Regions from separate parts of the Ovis aries genome. Here region 2 is linked to region 1. The links are chromatin contacts, called in public Hi-C maps. All regions are on one chromosome and are shown on one strand. Each heading gives the region's core, a stretch centred on a gene start, on an enhancer-like site or on the middle of the called end of the contact. The rest is flanking DNA. Distances are from core to core; before and after follow the strand shown.

Region 1 (7,691 bases), core at 2,132-4,631:
TAAGGTTATCTAAATTTTCTATTAAATAAGGAATTATTGAAATAATGGTTCCTGAAGAATAAAGTAGTCATGTAGTTTATAAGACATAAAGTATTTAAATCCCTTTACAGGATGACAGTGCTTCTTAGCCAAGAATAGATAGTTTACTTCCCCCAAATGTACACATAAAGACCTACCTTTTATTTTAACCACACACAAATTCAGAATGTCTATATGGCTGTTTTTAGTATGCTTAAAGCAATCTATAAAATTGATTTTATACACACTCAGTGGTGAATGGACCTAGGAAATGTTAACAGAAGACACAATAATCAGTATTAGAAAAGTTCATATAGCTACACTAACTCTATCCAGTAGGTGGCATAATGCACCTAAATACATTCAGCTCAAGCAGAAGGAAAAAACATTGGTCTTGTGAACGTCCATAGAAGGGTGTAAAAAAAAAAAAAAAGATAAATAACCAACCCTAACTGCATATAGATAGTAGTGTAGTCAATTATATAAACATGTAATTTATTTACATATTTTTCTGTTGGTGGGCATACGGGTTGTTCCTAGTGTTTTGCTATTACAGTGTTGCCAAAAAGAACTTGTATACATGCACACAGGTTGTACACATCTTCCGCAGTAACTTTAAAAGATTTCTAGGGTATAATTAGGAGGGATTTACTGAGTAGTAGGATATTAATATCTTCAACCTTTGGGGGCCATATTTGTATAAAAGTTGTTGAAGGGATGGAAGGCTTGTGTTCAGAGGGATTTAGGAAGCTCAGTATCACTAAAGGTTAATACTCATAATGGAAGGAACAGATCTTAAGGACACAGAGCAATAAGGATATTCTTAAAACCAGTCCAAATGTGAGACAAGGGCCCTGAGCATGTGCGCTGCACTAAGCAGTGGCCATGAAAATGCAAAGGATGGGGTGGCCATGGAAGACTTTGTAGAATTACTAGTGCTTTATAAATAACTATGTGTTTGTGCTCAGTCACATCCAACTCTGCTCATGGACTTTTCCAGACAAGAATACTGGAGTGGGTTGCCATTTCCTACTCCAGGGGATATTCCTGACCCAGGGATCGAACCCGCAACTCCTTCATTGAGGGTTCTTTACTGCTGAGCCATCTTATCAGGAAGCTAAAGATACTAAGACAGTTCAAGCACTCAAGTCTGCTATGGACCGGAGTTTATACTGAGCCTTAGTGAAAAGTGCACAAGACACAACAAACTGTCTCTATCTTCATGAAGTTTAGAAACATTAAGGGAAGTGGGAGAAAGAGGGGGAATTCAGATCAGTAAAGAGGCAACCATGCCACAAGATCATCTAGTCAATAGATGTACAAGATGCCATGGAGCACCTAAGAGGGACATCTAGCCAGAGAACTAACAGTAAGAAGGATGTCTTTCTGGGGCCAAAACACTTGCTCTTTTTAGAAGTAAAAGTAGTTCACTTGGCTGGGCCACAGTTTCTCAGGCTAAAGAGGTTGTCAAGAGCAAGATTATAAACTCATGTCAAGGAATTTGAACTTTAACCCAAATAGAAACTGCTGAAGGGTCTGACAAAATCAGATTGACATTTATTACAGATCATTAAGGCTAAAATACAGAGAACATATTAAAAGGCAATATGACTCAGGACTAGTTAGGAAGCTTTTATAATATTCCAAATGGTTAGGATCACAGAAGCAACCAACATTCACAACGGGATGCTAACATGAAGTTTTGGACATGCAGAGATTGACATGTCTATGAAACATCAAAATAGAAATCACCTGGGTATGAAGTTAAAAAAGAGGGCAGAGGAGGGATAAAAAAAAATTTTAAGGGGAAGCCAGAAAAGTAGGCGGAAAATCAGAAGTAAAATGTGATAGAAACCAAGGGAACAAAAATGCTCAACAATAAGCAGGGAAACCATCTCCTAGATTCAGCAACAAAGTTGGTGGCGTGAGGCCTCATAACTAAGCTTCAGACCATTATCTGCAATGCTCTTCTGATCTACCAGTGAGCAAAATGGGGAAGGTGGGGAGAGCAAGTCTAAACTATATTGTTTCAGAACAAAAATTTGCTCAACTTCACAGTGAAGCTGCATCTGAATAACACTGGGGAAATTCCTTTACAAATAAATAAACTCCTTTATAAAATTAACCCTGAGTAAAAATGAAAATAAACTTAAGTCTGCAAAGCAAAAAAGAGAGAGACGGAGTCATGCCAGCGATTTAATTCCCGTTTTTATGTAAAAGGCCCTCAGGTGCACCAAGTTTATACTTGTCTCTAGCAGCATCTAGAAATGATACTATTTTCCCCAGATCATTTCACTTTATATATTTCATTTCACTTCTTTTCCCTACACTTTTAATATGGTATTTATTCCAGCCCTTCTATTTAACTGTAGTTTTAAAATGATACTTCTCAAACTTTTCCACTAAAGTACTCCTAATGTAAGCACATAACCCGTCCTTCAGGAAACTACTCTGTTTACAAAGTTATGAATTAAGTGACCCCATGAACTCCTGAAAAGCCCTTAAGTTTGAGAAATATAGTCTCGGAGGGCACAGTAATTTTATTCTTACTCTTTCTCCGACAGTACGTTACAAATAGACATTAAAAAAAAAAAAAAAGGCTACAATAAAGAGTATTTTACACGAAAGGCAAGAAGAAACCGGCGTGGGGAAGGGAATATACTGAGGAAGAGCCCTTGGGCGTTTACATAAAGGACACCTTTAATGAGAACCTAATTATAAAACATGCGTTTCTTGCCCCACTAAGCATAAGAGAAAAGCAAACTGAGACAAGTGACTGGTATTTCCATTTTCAAGTCAGGCAGTGAACTTCAGAAATGCAACTTGTTAGGGGTCACATGCATAATGAGGGGCGGGTCCGTGCTTCACACTGCAAAGCTAGAACTAGTTTTAAAAATGCGAGGCTAATTTTCAACCTCAGTTGATAAATGCGACCCTAACGCGGAGGGGTCTGAGCATCATTAACCCGTGAGGTGAGAAGGATCCCGTACGGGGAGCAACTGACCCAGCCCCTACCTCAGAGACTCTGGCCGTCGGCCAGAAGGCCAGGATGCCTAAGGAGAAGAGCCAAATCCCAAAACAGGGTTCACTGAACTTTCTGACCGGGATGGTTAGTTACCTAAATACCCGGTGATAATTGTGACTGGGATCTTAGCGCCGGGGCCAGACTTTTCCTCCTCCTCCTTCACCTCTCTTTGCTTCGCCTCAATGGGGACCAATTCAGGACAATCCTCTTCCGCCTGCTCCTCTTCCTCATCCGCAGAGTCAACAGCACGAAACATCTTGCAAACAGCACAGCTCACCTCTCCCTACACTCAGGACCTGGGATCAAGACCCACCCCGCGCAGCTGCGCACGCAGAACGCGAGGCGCGTGCTTGACGTCATCACTTCGCGACGTGTGGCGCCTCCCGATCCCGCCCCCAGTTACCTGGGCTCGGGCTCAGGGCCGCCACGCCTCTTAGACACGCCCCTACGGGCGCTGGGCACACCCCTCTGGCGTGTTTTAGGAACGTGGGCGGAATTGTCAGGGCCGTACCTGGCGTCCTGTCTGTGTGAGACTGCAGCCTTTATAGCTAATGGACGGTTAGTGATAGGGTTGAGGCCTTGAGACCAGGACAGTTGAAATCTGAAGAGGAGCCCGTCCTAAACAGCTCTCACAGGGAATAGGCTACACCAACGTGACATTTCTTAGTACCATTAAAAATATTTTCTTAATTCATAGGAGAAAGAATGGGAAGTTATAACAGTACAAAGGTAATTGTAATTTTTCTACCTGAACCAGTGAAACTTTTTTCTGTTTTATAGTTGCAGGTTTTATGTTTATTCAGTTTTTTACTGTGTACATGCATTACTTTTATCTATTTTATCATCTCATTTTTTTTAATTTGGTCTCACTTACCCTGAGTTCAAGCTTCCTTGGTGTCTCAGACCATAAAAAATCTGCCTGCAATGCAGGAGACCTGAGTTCGATCCCTGGGCCAGGAAGGTCCCCTGGAGAAGGGAATGGCTACCCATTCCAGTATTCTTGCCTGCAGGATTCCGTGGAGTTCAAAAGAGCCAGACAGGACTGAGCAACTAACACACCCTGAATTCATTTATTCATACATTCTTCAGTGCCTGGCACTGTCATCAATAATGCATAGATAGTCTGGACAAAGAATGCCACCTGCCCTATCAGTAAACAAAGTTTTTTGCAGACATCAAGTCATTAACCTCTGTAGCTACCCCAGCAGTGCACCCTAAGGGGATTCAAGGAGGAAAACAGGATACTGGCCCTAGTTAGTTAAGGTATATATCAAAGGAATGATTTAATTAAGCCCAGACTCTTGCAACTTCACACACAAAGAGAAATCACTAAATTTTTTTGTGTGCCAAGTTGCTTCAGTCGTGTCCAACTCTTTGAGACCCTATGGACCACAACTTTCCAGGCTCCTCTGTCCATGGGATTCTCCAGGCAAGAACACTGTAGTGGGCTGCCATTTCCTACTCCAGGGGATCTTCCTGATGCTCCCAAGCTTAAGTCCTCATGAATAAAACATAATTCTCAACTTTTAGGTTGTGCATCTCTTAAAGTCTGCAACAGCCCTCCTTTATATTTACATATATATTTATGTTCTAATCCAAGAACAGTACCAAGAAGGACACCTATTCATGTGACTGTCTCCTAGTCCAATGCTCTGCCTCTCCTCTGAGATAGTAACCACTACTATGAATTGATCATGGCTGACTTATTTCCTTTTTTCTTTTTGGTTCTATCACTTATATAAATATGTACTTAAACAATATGTTGTTTAATTTTTTCCTGTCTTTGAATTTCATATACTATTCTAGGGTTAGCTGATTTTTCAACTCCACTGTTGTATTATATTGTTACATGACTCATCAGAAATTTATTTATGCATTTCCTATCAGTCATTTTCAGGTTTTGCTCTTATGAACTGCATTGAGTGACCCTTCAGCATTGCTTCCTGAACAGAAAATATCTTACAACCCTGATCACCGTCTCTTAAGTACTCCTCAGGCAAGTTCTTGCAGATTCCCTTCCATGACTCTGGCTGAATGTTACACTAACATCTCTTATCTCTTACCAGGAGGAACCTGTGCCCTATAGCAACTCAGTAAGATGATGGACAAGTATGCTGTAACAGTTTGTAGCTTCAGTCAGAGCAAAAAGAGTTTTATACAGCAGTCAAAATGTCCATCAGCTGATGAATGGATAAACAAAATGATACATCCATATAATAGAAAATTTATCTCACGGAACAGAAATAAAGTACTGATACCTGCTACAAGGGACTTCCCAATTGGCTCTAGTGGTAAAGAACCTGCCTGCCAAGGCAGAAGACATAAGAGACACAAGTTCGATCCCTGGGTTGGGAAGATCCCCTGGAGGAGGGCATGGCAACCCACTCCAGTATTCTTGCCTGGAGAATCCCACAGAGAGAAGAGCCTGGTGGGCTACAGTCCATAGGGTCACAAAGAGTCGGACATGACTGAAGGGGACTTAGCATGCATGCACCTGCTGCAAGATGAATGAACCTCAGAAGCATTATGCTGAGTGAAAAAAGGCATTCCCAAAACACCACATATTGTTTCACTCCATGTACGTGAAATGTCCAGATAGGCACATCTATAGAAACAAAATTGACTGGTTGTTACCAGACACCAGGGGACTGAAGGCAGTGATTGCTAATGGGTACATTTTGGAGGTGATGAAAATGTTCTAAAATTCCTTGTTGGACATGGTAGCACAATTCTCTGAATACACTATAAACCACTGGGTTGTACCCATTAAACAGATGTTTTGTTCTGTATATGGATTTTACCCTAGTAGAGCTGCTATTTTAAAAAGTCTTCTGGGAATTCCCTGGCTGTCCCGTGGTTAGGACTCTGAGCTTCCAAATGCAGGTGGGTCTGGATTCAATCCCTGGTCATGGAGCTATGATAAATAAATACAAATATTTTTTAAAATGAAATAAAGACTCCTACATGCATCAAAATGTGGTGGTGCAAGTGTGTGTTTGTGTAGAAGCACTGCTTGCAGTCTTGCCTCCAGCAGTTTCAGTCCTGGCCTTCAGAGTAGAGTTATCATTTGTTGTGATTTCACAATTGAGACATACTTTGGTATGAGTATAAAGATCAGAGCTGGAAAGTCTTCCTTTAGTCTTTCTCCTTAACACTCTTCAGCAAGATGTCTCTTCATGAATTCTATGGAGTTCTACCACTTTCTTTTCTGACTCTAGTACCTGGCCAGATGTTAGAAAGCTTGTGCCTGAAGAGGTAAGGGTCTTGACTTAGTTATAAGGCTTTTGATTTCAGCCCTTCTTGCATATCTGAGTTTGACTGCTTTTTGTTGTTTTTCAGTTGCTAAGCCGTGTCCGACTCTTTTGGGACACTATGGGTTCCTCTGCCTATGGGATTTCCCAGGCAAGAATACTGAAGTGGGTTGCCATTTCCTTCTATTTTAACAGGACCTATCAATTTTATCCATTCTATTTTGAGTGAGACGTTGTTATTTAATTCAAAATGCCTTTTAAAGTAAGCTTTTTAAATGTCCTAAGTATAATATTGTAGAATCTTCAACACAATCTCTTCTATTCTGCAGTCTATTACAGTCTATTCTAATGTTAACTTTAAAATTCCTCATTTTTGCAATTTTATTTAATCACAGTTGTTATGGTAAAACAACAGCAATGGTAATGTGTGGATCCCTTACTGAGTGGTATGCATTATGTTAAATATATCAAATGTATTATCTCATTTAACTCAGCAAGTTAAATATAATTTGTATACCCATTTTATAAGCAAGGAAACTGAAGCTTAGAAAAGTTAGATATCTTGTTCAGTCATAAATTCAGTAAATGGCAGTCCTACTGCACAGTTCAGACCTTCCTGACACTAAGTTCCATGCTCTTCTAAACCAGGGATCTGCAAACTTTTTCTATAAAGGGCCAGGCAGTAAGTATTTAAGGCTTTACAGTCAAAAGAAAAATTCAAGCATGTTATATAGGTACTTATAAGAGAGAAAACAAATGTCCACGAATTTTAAAATCTGAAACTCATGTAATATTCATGTCATAAAATAGCGTTCTTTTAATTTTTCAGCCTACAAAAAATATAAAAATCACTCTGAGCTTGCAGTCTGTACAAAAAGAGGCAGCAAGCCATAGTTTGCCAGCCGCTAATCTAATATGCAAAGAGTCTGACGCAACTGGGTGACTGAACAATAGCAACAAAAACAATTTAATATGCACTGCCTTGTTAAGCTGAATTAAATGAAATTTTGTAAAAACAGATCACCCCTGCTATTTTAAACTCAACTTGTAAATCATTCACCATTGCAACCCCCCTGTCCCCGCAGGGTTAGTGAGTGTGTGTGTATGTGTGTGTCCTTAGTTGCTCAGTCGTGTCTAACTCTTGACAACCCTATGGACTGTAGCCCGCCAGACTCCTTTGTTTATGGGATTCTTCTGGCAAGAATACTGGAGTGGGTCACCATTCCCTTCCCCTGGGGATCTTACCGATCCAGGGGTCAAACCCTTGTCTCCTGCATCGCAGGCAGATTCATTACCGTCTGAGCCACCAGGGAAGCTCACCATAGTATAGTACCATACTAATATTCAGAGAAAGGTCTGAAGCTGAGAAGTTTAAACTGTTTCTCTAAGGGCACCAA
Region 2 (7,691 bases), core at 2,415-4,914, 140 kb after region 1:
TTCAATGAAGACACAGAGAGCCTGCCAGGAAAATATTATTGCTTGTCATTATTGTATGGCAATGTCAGGATGCTTAATTGTGTGATTTCTGGGCTGTGTTTTTCAGTAAGGCAAGCCTGTGTAAAAACAGAGCAAATTACTGATCAGTCATACCTTGGTGGCTCAGTGGTAAAAATCTGCCTGCAATTCAGGAGGCTCAGGTTTGATCTGTGAGTCAGGAAGATTCCCTGGAGGAGGGCATGGCAATCCACTCCAGTATTCTTGTCTGGAGAATCCAACGGACAGAGGAACCTGGTGGGCTGCAGTCGTTGGGGTCGCAAAGAGTCAGATACAGCTTAGCAACTGAGCACACACACTACCAAATCTGGTGGCTTACTTACTAGTGTCCTGAGTTTTCTTCAGCTTTATTTTTTTCTCATCTATATTTTCCAACCACCTTGGTTTTCTCATCTGTTTATGTTTTTTGCAGTGGCCTCAAATCCTCATTTTTAATTGTCAGAGGGCTCACATCCTCTTCTGAATGAGGAAGATTAAATATGAATAATATGGACAGTGTTATCATCTCCATCCTTCATATTGCAAAGTAAGAATCAGAGAGGTTAAATAACTTGTTCAAGATTCAGCAGGCAGATTGAATTACAGAAGGGGATCATAACACATTAACTCCAAGTTTTATGTTTAACTGTTTATGTATATATGACTATACCTAATGGAAATCCAAAGATGACATAAACAATCACATCTTGTAACTTTTCAGTTTCCACCTATAGATTTAGAACTTTTTACCTAATTTGTCAAGAAATATTATATCTGACTGATACAACCTTCACATTCCTCTTCCTCCCAGTTCCCTGATGGAGGTGCCAATAGGTAATAATCACCCAGAATGGATACCAGAAGAGAAGAAACAGTTAAAGGGTGAGGAGGAGACTTACAGTGAGACATCAGCTCATTAAAATCTCCTTCACTAGATTAAATGGGAGGATATCCAGGCTTGATTACAAGGATGAATCATAGACCATTTTGAAGGAATTGTGTTTTATGGTCTTTAAACGGTGCAGAAACTCAGTTGAGACTAAAAGTTATGATCTAGCAGACATCCTAATGCGGCCTGCTTTACTAACTGGAGAGGATTCTTTGTGATTAGTGTATAGGATATTTGGAAATTGGAAAGTCTAAAATACTTGAAGGCTTCTCTACTGGCCCTTGAATGTGTTGAAGTTATACACACAAAAATTACATTTGCTCTTATAACTTGTACTTTCTCCAAGGAAAGTCCTGTAGAAAAAAGGGGTAACTGTCTTTCCTACTATGAAATGACTACAAATGCTGATTTTTTTTGGACAACACATTCATGAAATTATTTTATATTATTATTACTTTATGTCCTTGTGAAGAAAATTAGAAGAGAGGTGAACAAATTACGACTGAGTATACAGGGGAGGCAAAATTAGAATTCAACCACCAAGCTTCTATGAGGTGAATTCTTTCCCTGATTCACTCTGATTCTGTAAAAAGGCATGTGCTGGTCCCTAAGAAAGGTGCACTATTCTGCAGATCATAGGGGAGTTTGCAGTAGGACTCCTCTGGGTTGCAAGTAATAGAACCCAACTAAAAACAACTAAATTTTTTTTCTAGAGTGGAGGCTTATTGGCTTGTAATGAAATCTCAAGCAGGGAGATGTGGAGTTGGCCTCAGGTTCCACTGGGTCTGCTGACAGAAGAACCTCATCTCTCATATTATCCCTTTCTCTCTTTTGATCCTCTCTCTTTCTCACTGTAAATATCTATCTGTTTTCTCCCAGGAAGAGGAAAACAAGAGGTGTCCACGACTTCATATTTCCTCTTCTGCTTCATTGGCAATTCATTTTTATTTCAGATAACTCTAAAAGTGCAAGAAACTCACATAGTTTAGAGGAGACTTGGGAAACATATGAACATATAGACCTTGATGGAACCTGAATTAAGAAACTAACTATAAAAAACCAGACAGTTGGGGAAGTTTGGAGCTGACTACGTATTTCATGAAAATAGGAAATAAAATTAATAGTAGCATTATAGTATATGTTTTTAAAAGTCCTTATCTTTTAGAGGTCTCTACTGAAATACTCACTAATGAAATTATATGATCTCTGGGGCCTTGTTCTGAGCGATCCAGCATTGAGTAGGGGAGTAGTAAGTGAGAGTACATGCTGTGTGCTGTGTTAAGCTGCTTCAGTCCTGTCTGACTCTTTGAGACCCCATGGACTATAGCTCACCAGGCTCCTCCGTCTGTAGGATTCTCCAGGCAAGAACACTGGAGTGGGCTGCCATACCTTTCTTTGGGGGATCTTCCTGACCCAGGGATGAGACCAAATTGCCCATAAGTCAAAATTGTTGAAGCTAGGTGATGGTTATGTATGCTCCATTACAGTATTTTCTCTACTTTTGTATATGCTTACAATTTTCCAAATGAAGAGCCTTTTAAAAGTATACCAAAGTTTTGAATCCAGACCAAAAGCAGAGTTTTTACAGTGAGGCTGTTTTCCAATAAGGGGCCCCTTTCCTTTCAGATGTGTCTGTCCTGATCACCCTGAAAGTTCCAGCTTGCTCTGAGGGCCTTCACCTCAGTGTGGGCATCAGAACAGTACCTCCTCTGAAACAACTCAGCAGTTCTACCCACCAAACTGTTTAACACAAAGGGGAATTGAAAGTTAGAGTGGTGGTGAGTTTATGCCTGGGACTATTCCACCAAACTGGGCACAGATTTAATAAGAAGACGACTGTATTGCTATTTTAAAAAATGCTTCTGGTTGCTATTGGATATTCGGGATGTCATTTATCGCCCAGGAACTGAGAGAGAGTAGCACTGAAACATATGCATTACCTTATGTACAGTAGATAGCTAGTGAGCTCAACTTGGTGCTCTGTGATGGACTAGAGGGTTGGGGTGGCGGAGTGGGAGGGAGGTTCCAGAGGGAGTGGACATGTAGCTGCTTCATGTCATAAGGCAGAAACCTACATAACATTGTAAAACAATTATCCTCCAATTAAGAATAAATTTAAAAAATTTATTATAATTTTTTAATTAAACGTGGCCCTATTCGTTGGATACTTGTGAGCTGCAGACCATTCGTCAGAGTTTGTGTACCTACTACAAGAGCAGGAATTAAAGTTCTCAGGATGACTTGCACTGTCAGTCTTTGCATCCATGACTATAATTAAGATACTGTGATAGTTCACATTTGAATTTTTAGATTAATTTTCCTTGGAGTATAGGTGCTTCACGATGTTGCATTAGTTTTTGCTATATAGCAAAGTGAATCAGCTGTATGTATACTTGATACTTCCCTTTAACTCTTCAGTCCCTATGTTGTGAAATAGACAGACGTTATTTCTTAATGTGTCATTACTAAGCTTTTCAATTCTTAGAACTTTAGCAAGGTCTAGCTGGACATGTCTATTTAGAACCTATAAATTCAGCCCCAAATCTCTATCATCTGTTTAAGGAAACTGAACCAAGAAAGCCACTGTATTACAGCATTAATGGTTTACAGCTTTAGGTGAAAATTTCTGACTCAGATCGCAAGTCTGAAACTTACATGTTTACTGGTAAAGCCCTCAGCAGGAGAAATATTCTGATTGTGTACTTAGAGCCAGCTAAAAAAAAAAAAAAAAAGTCAACAATAGGTATAAGATTTTGCAATGCCATCTGGTGGATGTTACTAAGCCTTATCTATGTTCACATTTCCTTCCTTCCTCTTTTGGTCTCTTTGTCTTAAATGTTTGGTTGTCTGAAAGGAGAAAAATCTTTGCTGTAAATGCTGACTTTGAAGCATGGGGGTTGGATAATAAACTCTTATAGAAGTTGATGTATTATTCTGTGATTAGAAATAAAGCAAATGCAGCTTGTCTTGCATGGTAGATAGTAGTCTTCCCTTCCCTTGGTTAACTGCTGATTAATTCACTGCTGATTTCATGGGAATTCACTACTGATTTCTTTTACAATGTGATTAATAATAGGAGGATGCTGTGGAAATACGTCCGGTACCAGAATGTCCCAAGGAACATCTGGGAAACAGAATATTGGTCAAGTTGCTGACCCTGAAGTAAGTATCAGCAAACACTACCTACTCGATTGAGATCTGTCTTGCCTTTCAGATACAGACTGTCTTTCTCATCAGAGCTTGAATCGGGGAGGACCCCAACACACTTTTAACAGTGGGCCGCTGTGAAGTAGTAGAAAGACCAGAGTTCAGAATCAGGTAGCCCCAGATTCTATTCCTGCCACGCCTTTGACACTCATTCTACTATGAAAAGGAAGATGAACACTAAGGTTAGATGTCTAGGTAATTAATTGAGCGAAATGTCCTGCATTAAGAAAAATAGCAGTAAAAGCCAGTGGTGTGCTGGAGTCCACTCTAACTCATGAGAGCTCAGTGTATGCTTCTCTTCCCAACTCTTTATTCAGTGAAGTCACATTGGTAGTTTGAAATTACCCATGGTAGAATGGTAGAAATATTTACAATATTGAAATCAGAAAATGCTACAAGTTAGAGCCTTTTTATTTTTAGAGATTTATATGCATTTCCCAACAGACCACTATTAAAACACAATGAAAAACTCAGTTACAGTGCCAGAGGACATCAGAGTATAGTGGGACTGTACCAAACTATCCTACGGGGGCGCTCACTGCTAGCTTGGGCCAACTCTTGCCATCCAAATGAACTGACCCATTTTGATCAGTTGTCTGGTTTTTTTTTTAAAGAGAAACTAGAAAGCCAGATTTTTCTGCATGATTTCCTGACTTCTTAAATATTTTCTCATTTCCTTCTTTAGTAACACACATTTCAAAGAGAACATGTCTGAAATCTAGATTCATCTCATGGGTCACGTTTGCTTGGAAGCAATTCTTTTTTAGCTTTTTAATTGTGTTTAAAAGCCACACATCTTCTACATGTGTATTAATTTTGTACTTGTGTATTAAATATTACATGTATTACAAAACAAGCATAAGTGAAACATTTTGAAGGATGAACTCAATCAATTAAAATAAATTATTTTCTTCCTGAATTCCAGTGGATTGTCTTGCCTAACCCTGGAGTGCTTGCATGCCTCTCTTTCCTCTTTACAGACAATTGCTTTAGAGAATTAGTTCTTCCACTTTTTCAAATGACAGGCACTTTCGAAATTATTGAGTTGTAACTGCTCTCAGTTCAGTTCAGTTCAGTTCTGTTGCTCCGTTGTATCTGACTCTTTGCGACCCCATGGATTACAGCACTCCAGGCTTCCCTATCCATTGCCAACTCCTTGAGCTTTCCCAAACTCATGTCCATAGAGTCAGTGTTGCCATCCAACCATCTCATCTTGTCATCCCCTTCTCCTCCTTCCTTCAATCTGTCCCAGCATTATGGTCTTTTCAGATAAGTCAGTTCTTCGCATCAGGTGGCCAAAGTATTAGAGTTTCAGCTTCAGCATTAATTCTTCCAATGAATATTCAGGAATGATTTCCTTTAGGATGGACCGGTTGGATCTCCTTGCAGTCCAAGGGACTCTCAAGAGTCTTTTTCAACACCACAGTTCAAAAGCATGAATTCTCTGGCACTCAGCTTTCTTTATAGTCCAACTCTCACATCTGTACATGACTACTGGAAAAACCATAGCTTTGACTAGACAACCGTTGTTGACAAAGTAATGTCTTTGCTTTTTAATATGCTGTCTAGGTTGGACATAGCTTTTCTTTCAAGGAGCAAGCGTCTTTTAATTTCATGGCTGCAGTCACCATCTGCAGTGATTTTGGAGTCCAAAAATATAAAGTCTCTTACTGTTTCCATTGTTTCCCCATCTGACATGAAATGATGGGACCAGATGCCATGATCTTAATTTTCTGAATGTTGAGTTTTAAGCCAACTTTTTCACTCTCTTCTTTCATTTTCATCTAGAGGCTCTTTAGTTCTTCTCTTTCTGCCATAAGTGTGGTGTCATCTGCATATCTGAGGTTATTGATATTTTTCCCAGCAGTCTTGATTCCAGCTTATGCTTCCTCCAGCCCAGCATTTCTCCTGATGTACTCTGCATATAAGTTAAATAAGCAGGGTGACAATATACAGCTTTGACGTACTCCTTTTCCTGTTTGGAACCAGTCTGTTGTTCCATGTCCATTTTTAACTGTTGCTTCTTGACCTGCATACAGATTTCTTAGGAGACAGGTCAGATGGTCTGGTATTCCCATCTCTTGAAGAATTTTCCACTGTTTGTTGTGATCCACACAGTCAAAGGCTTTGGCATAGTCAATAAAGCAGAAGTAGATGTTTTCCTGGAACTCTCTTGCTTTTTCCATGATGCTCTACCTAGGCAAAACCAGGTAGGCATAAAAATTTTTCATAGCCTATTAAGAAAGTCATCCATCTGTTGAAGTCAATTCATGAACCTCTTAGGCAGCACCTGGTTTGCCATTAGGGCACTTGGATTTTGGATTCAAGACTGTATTTCAGCCCTGGGGGCTTCTCTGGAATTTTGAGTTCTTATAAATAAAATAGTTAGACCAGGTCATCCCAAAGTTCCTACGTACTGTAAATTTCCAATTCTAGTGTGGAGCCTCCCCAATTCCTCTCCTCAGTACACCAGCCAGCATGACTGCTTATACAGTTGTGGGGCTCCCTTTGTGTTGTAGCACTCTCCTCAAGTCAGTGCTACCAGCTGGTGGGGGAGTTAGGACTTTTTGTCTTGTACAGAGATGAGCAGCCAATAACCCAGCTTTGTGTTGAGCAATGGGTACATAAGGGCAAACGCTGGTCCCTGGGATCTGACCCAGCTGGGGGAAACTCTTAGCCCTTCAGCCTGAGGACTAAGTGGAAGTGGCTCTTCCATCCCCCTCTGCATTCATCATTCAGGAAATCCACCCTATTGTCTGAGGCTCTCACCCACTCCCACAGGAAGTGCATCAGGCCACTGTTGGCTGCAGTAACTCTGCTTTTTGGGATTGGAGGAATTCTACGTTCTGATGCTTGACACTCAGCCTCCTAGACATTTTCTATAAGTAAATGGCAGCTCTTCTCACAGATGGGAAGACATGGCCACTAAGACTATTGTTAAAAAAATAATCATGTCACTTGGATTTCACCTGACGAAATTTGTGAAGTGTAGTTTCTAATGATTTTTTCCCCAAACTGCCAAAGCAGAAATTAAAGAGAACTCTGGTGTTTGCTCAGTCTTTGACCTGCTCCAGTGTCTTAAATCGTATTCATACCAACATATACCTGCAAGAGGGGAGATGTAGCTTTCACTACTTTAAATAAACTGGACAAAAGAAAGCAAGTTCTTATAGGTGAACCTGAAATGTTTAAATATGAATAGTAAAAATTATGTTAATGATAATGATAAATTTTATTTGAAGTAAAAAAATATTAAATGATAATGTTAAATTTTATTCGTGGTAAAATACAGATAACATAAAATTTGCTGTCATATCCGTTTTTCACTAGTATTTCAGTGGCAGTAAATACATTCACATTGTTGTACAGGTATTGCCACCATCTATCTCCATAACTCTTGTCACTTACCCAAACTGGAATTTTATACCCACTAAACAATAACTCCCATTTCTATCTTCCACCATTCCCTTATGGAAATGGAATTATACAGTGTTTGTCCTTTAGTGACAAATCTCACTTACAGTTTCTTCAGCGTTTGTCCATATGGTAGGATGTGTCA

What was found. Hi-C and Micro-C count contacts between places; a contact is called where the count stands out from the background.
Region 2: a Hi-C map of liver shows a contact between it and region 1, with 6 times the contacts expected there. The contact joins the enhancer-like site here to the promoter of ZNG1A in region 1. A contact is called at or near these places in 8 of 16 Hi-C or Micro-C datasets (blood, liver, mixed tissues and 2 more).

What each region holds. Positions count from the first base shown.
Region 1 is chr2:68,536,765-68,544,455 of ARS-UI_Ramb_v3.0, forward strand. It overlaps ZNG1A (Zn regulated GTPase metalloprotein activator 1A), which reads right to left and starts at 3,382. Exons shown (of 16, transcript XM_042243379.2): 1 at 3,137-3,382. The coding sequence starts at 3,299. DOCK8 (dedicator of cytokinesis 8) reads left to right here and starts at 6,187. Exons shown (of 48, transcript XM_060410909.1): 1 at 6,187-6,298. The coding sequence starts at 6,210.
Region 2 is chr2:68,673,532-68,681,222 of ARS-UI_Ramb_v3.0, forward strand. DOCK8 (dedicator of cytokinesis 8) reads left to right here. Exons shown (of 48, transcript XM_060410909.1): 7 at 4,002-4,087. Among named protein-coding and RNA genes, the nearest start is that of DOCK8, 130 kb to the left of the region's middle. Within about 2 kb of position 3,665, at least 5 of the 54 cell types and tissues checked have an H3K27ac peak or open chromatin away from gene starts, as enhancers often do. A contact at or near this core is called in liver, where this site is marked.